2 separate regions of the Gossypium hirsutum genome follow, and region 1 is linked to region 2. Evidence: chromatin contacts called from public Hi-C data. All regions are on one chromosome and are shown on one strand. The core of a region is the stretch at or near the end of the contact, and the rest is flanking DNA. Distances in the headings are between cores, read along the strand shown. Region 1 overlaps LOC107898994 (a long non-coding RNA gene). Region 2 holds the start of LOC107898999.

Region 1 (5,702 bases), core at 580-3,079, 94 kb before region 2:
TTAAAGCACATTTTACCACATTTTTTATGAAACACATTTTACTAAATTGCCTCTAGGATTTTTATTTATTTACTACAAAATGGTTTACTTTATGGTATTTTATTTTGCTCATAAATTAATTCTTTAGTAAATTGAATCTCTTATCTCCTTTTTCAAATTAATAAACTGAAATGGGAGAAGAGCGAGGAGTTCTCTTTTGATAAAAGTGACAAGGAATCTTTATTATTATTATTATTATTATTTAAGCGTAAATTTGATCAAAATTATAAATAAATAAATAAATAAATAAATAAACAGTGATAAAGTGATAATGAATGTAACTTTTTGGACAGAATGAAATAGTCAAAATATTAATTCTCCATAATTTATACTTATAATGATAAATATGATTTAAATGTTACTTGAAAAATATATTAAATAATCAATAACTTTAATTCATTAGTTTTTATTATTATTTGATTTTTGTTTAAATAAAATGAATCAAAGTCATTAAAATGATACATACATGTGTTGACTTGATAGTTAGGGTGTTTACCACCTCAAGTGTAATCTGGGTTCAAGTCGCGTTACTGTTAGGGCTTTACCCTCCTTTTATAATTCACCAAAAAAAAGTCATTAAAATAAGGGGTGGAATTGTCAATATTCTAATATTATCATGAGAATGTAACATTAATTAAGGAAGAAAGGTGGTATTAAGATAGTTTGTAATATGATTACTGGAATTTAAGATTGCTTAGTTCATTACCGAATATATTAGATTATCTTATTTGGTTCATTTAGTTGGACCGTAAGATTTTATTGTTTGATTGATGAACCGTAACATTACCAAAAAACACATTTTACTAATTTACCTTTAATTATAAATATAAATAAAAAAATTATTAAACTATAGTGAAATAAAAATTAACTATGGAAATATGAAAATAATATACAAATAATAATTGATAATAAAAAAAACTCACCTGTAATAAATTAAAAATTGAGGTAACTAATGTTAAAATTTTCTATTGATAATAACGTTAAATTATGCTATTAGTCTATGTACTTGGCAAAAGTTACGGATTTAATCATTATACTTTTAATTTGAAAAATTTTAGTTTTTGTACTTTTCAAATTGGTCAATTTTAGTTCCTATACTTTTTGACTTTAGAAATTTTAGAGTCAAATTCGTTTAGTTAAATTCAATTTCTAATCTTGTACTATACATACAATTGTACATTTAATTTGTATTCTCCAATTATATCATTCTAAGTCCCTATACTACCGCATTTCTAAAACCTTGCAAGTTTAGGACTACAAAGAAAGAAAACGTTGCAATGATTAAAATTTTTTTTAAAATAATGTTGATTGAGGATTTTATTAAAAAAAAGATTACAAATTATATATTTTTAAATAAATTATAATTATAATCAAATCTTACAAAGCCAGAATATATTCAAAACTAAATTAAAATAATTTTAGAGAAAACCTACTGGATTTAACTAAGAATAACAGGACACAAGGTACACATAATTAATAATACCATTCTTTCACATTAAGCTTTTCGTTCAAGGACTGAGAATTTGTTCATTTTACTTTCTAGTTGAGCAACACCTTTTCTGAAATAGAACAACACGATATAAAAGTGAAATTTAATATTATACAATTATATGCATTAATTTTGGTCTAAATTAAAATTTCACAAACAACTTGATACCATCAAATTTTATTAAACAAATGCACGGAAAAAGAAATATAATAATGTTTGGTCGTTTCTAGGGAGGAGCGAAAAGGCAGCAACTGCGGCAGGCGTGAGGCTACATAGATCTTTTCCCCTACCTGTCGGCGTGCAAAAGCTACCTATACTTTTTAACCATTGCCATCGGCATGGGCTGCCCTTCCCTTCCTTTGGGCCCCAACGGATCCAATGCATGTGATTCAGCCTTCGTTTTCAAATGTTGTATTGGATTTAAATAAATATTTTCTTTATAAAATTTAAAAAATCCTTTTTTTTATACTTCAATTTAAATTATATTATTTCCATCTTCAATAAATATATTATTCATTTTATCTTGACTTATATAGGGCGGCGGTTAAAAACTCTTCTCACACACTTGGTTAACACAAGCTCAAGCCATATAACTCACATCTCCCAACCTAAATATTGTATAAAAAAAATCGCTTCGTTAAAACTAAAGTAAAAGTAAGAGTTCATGTATACAATATGCAAAATCAATATTCATATATCATACTGTATATTAAATTAAATTTCACACATATACAAACATCAATTTAATTGAAAAATGACTAAAATCTCTCTCTTTATATAGAATCTATAAAAAAAATTTTAAATTAACATACCGTGAGATTTAAACACAAGCTATCATATTTTTCAAAACCTTAATTTTACCAATCTAATAAACTCCCCTTTAATTTTAGTATAAAATAATTATAAATATTTAATATAATTTTTTGATTTCACAGTGGATTTTGTTGTTGTAATTTCATGGTATATTAATGTTGATAAGTGACCTTGGTAACTATGGGAGGTTTTTAAAGTATTGATTAATTGATTGAGGATAATATACTTCAGCGCACTTGAACTTACGTCCTCCTGTATTGGTAACGATGTCCATGCTAAGGCTCAATCGGCATGTTTTGGTTTTAAATAAATAGATATGAGTGCTGAGTCTTTTCTATTTGTCCTCTTATGATGGTGGTGTCAGAATATTTATATGATATGTGTTCTGTTCATTGATATGACACACTAGGTAGATTTCATATATACAGACACGTATCCTACTCTAGACCTAACGTATGTTTATACGGTCTCATGCAGGTGTAACTTCGCAGGAGAGTAAGCTCGATCTGCGAGTTCCTTTTGCGAGCTCAATAGAATCCAGCCCAAACCCATTCGGATTTTTGGGTCGGTGATGGTAATTATCCTAACAAATTTCGATAAAAATAAAATAATATTTTAGTAATTAAAAGGGTACAATACCGCTTCTTGGTGGCATTGTGTGAGGTTAAGAAGGCATTTATGTACTTCTTCCCTTTCGAGACGCATATCCCTAAGTTGATGTTCCAGCTTCAATAGCTTTTTTCTGATGCTCTCCGTCTCTTTATTCATCTTTGCTTCCTCAATCTCACTTATTATTTCTCTATTTTCTTTTTCTATTTCTTCTGATAGCTCTTTTATTATAGTGATATATTTTTTTATGGTGGCTAATGAAGCCCAAGGGTTCCATATCCTCCCCTTTAGACAAGCAATAACAATAGTTTTCTCTTCTATACATTTCAGCTCTTTGTGGAAATTCTTGTATCTACTTTCACTTTGTCTTTCTTCGTAAAACAACTGAATAAATTCATTAAGGCTTTGCTTGAAATGAGTTGAATCATGCTTAATATCATAATCGACGGGTAATTGATTTCGAGTTGTAGACATCTCTTTTAAAAGTTCCCTCTCTGTTGCCAAGTTGATATTGTTTCCATGCAGTACCCGATGTTGCAGAGTGACATGAAAATTAGGAGAGGTTGAACCTTTTTTATATGAATTGTTATGAAAATGCAGCTCGTCCAATGCTTCTTCGAGACAATTCAATAGTCCTTGGTTCCATCTCATTGCAACCTCCAGGTCCGACTTTTGACGTCTTAGGCGGCTCAGTTCGAAATAAGGATGATCTAATTGTGCCCATTTTGTGCAGTAACTCTTACGGATTGGGATTATTTCTCTATCCATTTTCTGAATAAAATTTTCGGCTTTTTCAATTTTAGAATTTCCCTCTGGATCTTTATAGGGTCAAAACTTGATAAAATAAAGCTTGTGAACCTTGTTGGAGACATGCTTTTTATCCGAAACATCCATTTTTGGGCCTTCAATGTCTAGCTCCTCAAAAAAGTTGTCACTTGCACATTCTTTCAAATATTTGGTGTTGCCTTCTCCTTCATTGGGAATTTCTTTAAAATTGGCTTCCATGGAGTTCGTAGCCATAATTTCCGCCTCTACTTTAAGGCATTCCAATTTCCACTTCCAAAGAAAAGATAATAAAATAGAAGATGAATAATTAATAATGAGCTTTTGAGTATTGAATATACGAGTATAGGCTTTTTTAACTAAATAGCCCAAAAAAATATTATATTTACAAAAATAACCTAAGTTTAAAAACAATTACCAAAATAACCTACAATGAACAGTACCCACTCTTTTTTTGCACCAATGATTGCCTAATCATTGTGTCAGACTTAAAAAAATTATTTTTTTAGGTTTTGGCCTGTCAATGGCCGGAACCCATGTATTTTTTTTAAAAAATTGTATAATACTAATATACGAAAAAGAAAAAAAAAAGAAAAAAAATTTTTGGGTGCTGGCCTGTCAATGGCCGGCACCCAGTAAACAGTAAATTTTTTTTTCGTATCAGAGTCAGATATAAAAATACGAAAAAAAATTTAAAAAATTTTTTGTGGGTGCTGGTCTGTCAATGGCCAGCACCCAGTGAACAGTAAAATTTTTTTTTCGTGTTAGAATCAGATATAAAAATATGAAAAAAATAAAAAAAAATTTTTTGGGTGTTGGCCTGTCAATGGCCGGCACCCAGTGAACAGTAAAATTTTTTTTTCTTTTTTTTTCGTGTCAGAATCAGATATAAAAATACGAAAAAAATAAAAAAAAAATTATAGGACTTGGGGGATTTTAATATACAAACTAAATTCTAAATTTACAAAAAATATATAGGACTTGGGAGATTTTAATTTTGTAATAGTAAATAGGAGGAAATAATTTTTTTTTATTTTTTTCGTATTTTTATATCTGATTCTGACACGAAAAAAAAAGAAAATTTTTTTTTACTGTGTACTGGGTGCCGGCCATTGACAGGCCAGCACCCAAAAAATTTATTTTTTTTCGTATTTTTATATCTGATTCTGACACGAAAAAAAATAAAATTTTTTTTACTGTTCACTGGGTGCCGGCCATTGACAGGCCAGCACCCAAAAAATTTTTTTTAAAATTTTTTTTCGTATTTTTATATCTGACTTTGACACGAAAAAAAAGAAATTTTTTTTACTGTTTACTGGGTGCCGGCCATTGACAGGCCAGCACCCAAATTTTTTTTTCTTTTTTTTCTTTTTCGTATATTAGTATTATACAATTTAAAAAAAAATACATGGGTTCCGGCCATTGACAGGCCAAAACCCAAAAAAATAATTTTTTTAAGTCTGACACAATGATTAGGCAATCATTGGTGCAAAAAAAGAGTGGGTACTGTTCATTTTAAGTTATTTTGGTGATTGTTTTTAAACCTGGGTTATTTTTGTAAATATAATATTTTTTGGGCTCTTTGGGTAAAAGAGCCACGAGTATATGAACGTGATCTCTCGATCGATATCACGCTCGATGCCATTACACAAGGTAGGGTCCACGATCCTAGGCCAATAACTTTTCTCTCTCCGCGTAAATCCCTGAAATTCACGGCCAGATTTGAAACTAACTGACAATGGTAGTTTTAACTAAGCGGGAAAGAAACTTGGGCAGTGAAGCTCTTACAACGGCTAGATTTTGGGATATACACCGACATACCCACTCCTATCTATTTATAAACATCACCATTAGACAAATTAGAAATGGTTCATCATCTATCTAAGCCTCTTATCTGTCTTGTGCTTTTAATTTCTTGTTCTTTGATCCACCTACTCAATTTGATTCATTAAACCATAGAATCAAATTC
Region 2 (5,369 bases), core at 1,129-3,628:
AATCTCTACGCCGCCGCAAAACTGTAGGACTCAACTCATTGCCCCAGTATGAGAGCAACCTTCTCGGAGGAAACAAGTGAAGAAGCATGGGCAATTAATGGTTCGTAATGATCAGCGCCAGCACCACACCAACCTGACACATTAGGCAAAATTTAGGAACACAAACTTGCAAGCTGATGAGAAAAAGTCTTTCATTTGGCAAGCAAGTAAGAAAAAATCCAATACCTGTTCCTTTCATAAACAAAAAGAAGGGAGGTTCGCATATTTCACTCCTTGGACAATGCGGAAGGAAGAAAACACAATTGTCTTCGTCAACCATAGCATCTGATCCATGTGCTTGCACCTGTAATGAATGAGTTGATATAATGAATGAGCTTCAATCTAAACTGAGAGTTGATACCCCATTAGCATCTTAGTCTCAAAATTCATAGGACACTGCTGCATTAAATGCAACACACAGCCAATGTGATGATACAAAAGGCTATGAAAGTACCAACCAAACAATATAATGCTTTGAAGACATTAAGGCTCTGCTTGGTAGAGTGGAAAAAAATTGAAAGGACGGAAAATTGAAGAGATAGAAAACTAGGATGAAAAACATAATTTTTCTTTCCATAGGTGTGCTTGGTGGGATAGATGAAAAATGGAAAAAAAAAAATTTCCATCCATTGTTTGGTAGAAGCAAAAAATGGAAGGAAAGAAAATAAAGCATTTGAAAAATGCATAATTTTGACCTAACATACAATCTCTCTCATTTTCTCTCCTCTCACCATTCCAAATATGATTGATTTTTATGAATTAGGATGGAAAATGGTCATCTTTCTTATTTTCTTTCCTCTCATTTTTCTTCCCAACCAAGCACAATCCAACTTTATTTTCTTCCCACTTTTCCTTTCTTTCTTCCCATGCTTCCACTTTTCCACCCAACCAAGCACATCCTAAAAGTAGCAAATCAGAAAAATCCAAACAACCATATACTTGTATAAACCAAGCTTCAAACTTACTACATATATCTCTCGATTGAACTCTGTTGCAAGACATTCGATGGCAATGTCATCCCCGAATGCAGCAGCACGACCTTCTCTATTCTCATCTACAGATAATAAACCCTCCTCAGTATATTGCAAAGTGACGATATCATATTCATCATCAGGTGAACCAGATATCGACATGTATTTGGCCCAGCTCGAGCCATCATTCACAGGAATACATCTCTCTTTGTAAATAGATTCGGCTACCAATTCTCTTCAATCAGACAAGAAAACATATCAAACAAAGCATTGATAAAATAATTTCAAATAAACATTTCCAAGGTAAATTTAGCACTGGTAAAATATAAACTGCAGCTAGTTATGAGATTTTTTTTTTTTTTGCTTTTTCGTTCATAGACAGATATAAATAATATATATTAACATAAATCGCCTAGCCTATGATCAACATTAAACTTTCACTATGAAAAGATTAAATTTAAAAAATAAAAAAAAATCTCGTTCTAACTTTTCCTACATTTTTCTTGGGAAAAAAATGTAAATAGATCTCAACCAGAAACTAGAATCAGACAAATAGATCCAAGATTAGAAAAGAAAAAAAAAACACCTTTGCATTCCGAGCTGAACGAGCTCTTCAATGGCAGAGTCCAAGGCAACGCGCTCATCCTTTTTGGCTAACAACTTAACTTCTTGAACCACATGAACCCCCCACCCGTTTCTCAGATCTGGAGAGTACATATTCTTAATCACCTCATTTATCATCTGCCTCTCTTCTTCTTTAGCAGATCCAAGATCCTCCAAGAACCGCTTCACCGTCCGCTTCCTCAAATCACGCGCGTCGACCTCACGCGCCATGGCCTTTTGCGAGGCTGTGAACAGACAGTTCCCGTCCGTGGACACATCGCCTCCATGCGACAGCCTGAACACCACCGAGGACCCGTGCTCGCTAGGGTGCTTCCAAAGGACCCCCTTAGCGTGAAGCTTCGAGAGATGCCGTCTCTGTTGGTCCTCTAGGCCAATCACGTCGTCCCAGGTAGTGCCGGCTGCCGCCGTGAGGGTCTGGTCAACTAGATCAACGGCTTCAAGAGTGGCGGCGTTAGGCTCCCTCCAAGTGACCGTCGGAGAAGACGTTTGAAATGTCTCCGCAACGGCGGTTGGATCGCAGAGAAGTTTCCCCATTTTACAAATGTTGACTTTCCTTCCTACCCTTGTTTATAACAGTTTTTCCTCCTTTCTTTTGAATATCTATCTAAGCTTTTTCTTTTCCTTCTCTTTCTCTTCTTCTTCGAGGAGAAGAGTTACAGGGAGGAGAGAGAGAGAGAGAGAGAGGGGGAGAGAGTTTAGGGTTAACGGATAGATGTACGACGCGGGAGAGAAAATGATGGCACGTGGATAAATCAGGGAGATTTAGGGATTCAAGGCGAGTGGTCTCTGACCGTGCTGAGAGGCATGCTGACGTCAGCTTCTGGACCCCACACCAATCACCACCAAACCGAAGGAATTTTTATTCGACTCTTTTTCTTGGAATCGTTTTCTCTTAGGAATACTCAACTCAAGGCGTGTCCATTTTTTTTTTAATTTTTATAAAACTAATAAAAAAACTGTCCTTAATTTCTAAATTTTAAACCCCTGCTCCATTTTTCTCCAACGGTAAAGTAGAATTTAATCAGATTTTGTTTGTTTTTTATGGTCTCTTCCCGTTAAGGCTTTAATCATGTCAGCAAAAGTTGGGCATGTCAAAGTCTAATTATATACAAAAATAGTTAGCAGTCAGGAGGAGGCTGAAAAGATTGTTTTGGTCAACTTTGAAGCGTTGAGTTCATCATCAATGTTCTTTCCTTTGTCAGCGCCTAATGACATCAACTTCAAAATTTTGATAATGTTCATTCCTTTCCAAGAGTAATTTTAAATGGATAAAATAGTTTATTTTAGATATAATAGAAAGTAATTTTATCCAAAACCTCAAAATTTTAACTTTTTGATTTGGGTTAAAAGTTTAATTTAACATGGTTTAGTTATCTACTATTTCTTTTGATTTAAAATCATGGTTTGAAGTTGAAAAATACTTTTAAATCCCAGTGATAAACGAAACCTAAGTTGAGGTACTGTAAAAGAAAACAATATCAAAAATTTTAAAGATTTGAGTTGTTGCCACAGTATAAAAAGAAGATTTGAATTTTGTAGGAAAAAGAAAAGCTAACAAATGAGTAAATTTTATTACTTCTTAAGTAATAATATATACAAAGCATAATATCTTATATATAAACTTAAGTTATTTGGGTCGAATAAGTGTTATCTCGATTGATATCAATATTATTGTCAATGCAGAAGAATGTAGGTTCAAGCACGCTCAACTATATTTATCCTTCTATTTAAGGGTTAGATAGAGGTTATGGACAATTAGGTATTGTATCAAAAAAAAACTTAAGTTATTTGGAAATAAGGAAACAACTATTTCTTTACCTCCAAGCAACTAACGTAATTGTTGTAGCTTATTACATCACATGTTGTTATTGGTTACCAGTTTATTGAGAAATTGTTAAATGGTTACTAATTAGTTGTATTAGTTAACTAATTAGTTTAGTCCGTTACAATATTACCCTTTGATTGTAAATAGACACAGTCAATGATGTAATTAGTAATTTTCGACAATTTCTTAAAAGTAGAGGTTTTTTATTCTCTTGTCTTCTTCTTATTGGTTCTTGTTTCAATTCTTTGTATTTCTTCTCTTTCTTTTCTAGTTTCAAGTAAAAACTTTAACATGGTATCAGAGCTTTTTTGGTCATCGGCCTTCTCTCTTTCAAACGAGGATGATGGAATCTATTACTCTAGTGACAGAACAAATGGCTACAATGGGATTGATGCAATGTTCAGACTTGCTTAAATATTCACTAATAAAAAAGGTGAATGTTATGTTAGATGAGAAGAACTTTCTTCTTTGGAAACAACAAACCTTGTTGATAATTAAAAGCCATCGCTCAAGGAAGCTTTTTGATGGACCTATGGTGGTGCCCTAAAAAATGATGGTCAACATTTCCGATCAATAAGTGAAAAACAAAGTTCATGTCGTGTATGTTCAACAAGATTGTGCATTAGCTTCAGGGTTGCTTTCAATGGTGAGTCCTCACATAAAACCTCAATTAGTTGGATCAGAAACCTCCTCAGCTATATAGAGCACTCTGATAAAACTGTTTGTTACTCATTCCATTACAAAAGTAATGCACTTGCATTACAAGTTGCGTGCCTTATAAATGGTGATTTGAACATGATAAAGCACATCTCACAAATCAAATAGGTATACAACACTTTGGCAGCTTGTGGTAATTAGATTTCTAGAGGTGGAGCATATAGTTATGACTTTGATAGGTTATCGATAGAGTATGAACCCTTTATGGTGGTTATAATTGTCAACCATGAGTCATTCTTTCTTGATAGCGTGGTAGCGGTGCTTCTTGATGCAAAATTGATGCAGTAGAATGCCATTCATTTACCTATCAATGCAAATGCAACACATCTCCATGTGTCTAAGTCAAAGAATGTTAATGCTTCAGGATCGAGCAATTATATTGTTGGTTTTACTTTAAGGCAATTTTGTAAATGTAGTGCCAATTATATAGCAATATTGGGCATCTTGTTGATCATTGTTTTCATCGCTATGATTTAGTCTTTTCCTGGTGTCACAACAACTAGCTACAAGCTTTCATTGCCTTGCCTTGAGCGTTCTTTTGTCAACATGTGTCCTTTTACTCCTTATGAAAGTTAGGTTACTTTTCAACAAATTTTTTTTATAGTTCATCCTTATATAAATTTGTTGTGAATGGTGATACTTCTTCCAATACATCCTCTCCAAGTGCCCCCAATATTGAAGGGACAATTTCTCTACTCACCAACACACGAAGTAAATGCTTTTATGTTAGACCTAAAAATTTCTTCTAATTTTTAGTTTGTTGATTCTTGTGCTACTCATCATATTACAAATGACTGAAAGCATCTTGTGCCTAGTAAAGAATACATAGGAATTGGTATGGTCACTATTGATAATAGTAGTCAATTATATATAAATCATATTAGCATGCTTTATTAGTCTCTTCCACTAAAATTTTTCAACTTAATGATCTCCTCCATGTTCTACATATGCCTAAAAATCTAATTAATATCTCCAAGTTTGCTAAAGATAATTGAGCATTCTTTGAATTTCATGCAAATTGTTGCTTGGTAAAAGATGAGTAGATTAGTCAAATTTTGCTTGAGGGAGTCGAGAAGGAAGGGCTTTATTAGTTCGACCTGAGCACTAATTGTGAGTCATTTGACTGTTCACAAAGGGGCTCTACTATGGTGAATTTACTTGATGATAGTGCACATTCTAATAATGTCAATTTG

Evidence for each region. A called contact is a pair of places that touch in the nucleus more often than the background predicts.
Region 1: a Hi-C map of leaf shows a contact between it and region 2, with 1.7 times the contacts expected there. The contact joins the enhancer-like site here to the promoter of LOC107898999 in region 2. A contact is called at or near these places in 4 of 34 Hi-C or Micro-C datasets (all in leaf).

What each region holds. Positions count from the first base shown.
Region 1 is chrD04:50,873,973-50,879,674 of Gossypium_hirsutum_v2.1, reverse strand. LOC107898994 (a long non-coding RNA gene) reads right to left here. Exons shown (of 4, transcript XR_005911919.1): 4 at 1,626-2,136. Among protein-coding and RNA genes, the nearest start is that of LOC107898994, 5.6 kb to the right of the region's middle. Within about 2 kb of position 1,829, at least 3 of the 9 cell types and tissues checked have an H3K27ac peak or open chromatin away from gene starts, as enhancers often do. A contact at or near this core is called in leaf, where this site is marked.
Region 2 is chrD04:50,781,247-50,786,615 of Gossypium_hirsutum_v2.1, reverse strand. It overlaps LOC107898999, which reads right to left and starts at 2,378. Exons shown (of 4, transcript XM_016824584.2): 1 at 1,597-2,378; 2 at 1,005-1,245; 3 at 226-343; 4 at 1-133. The coding sequence starts at 2,168. The coding sequence ends at 36.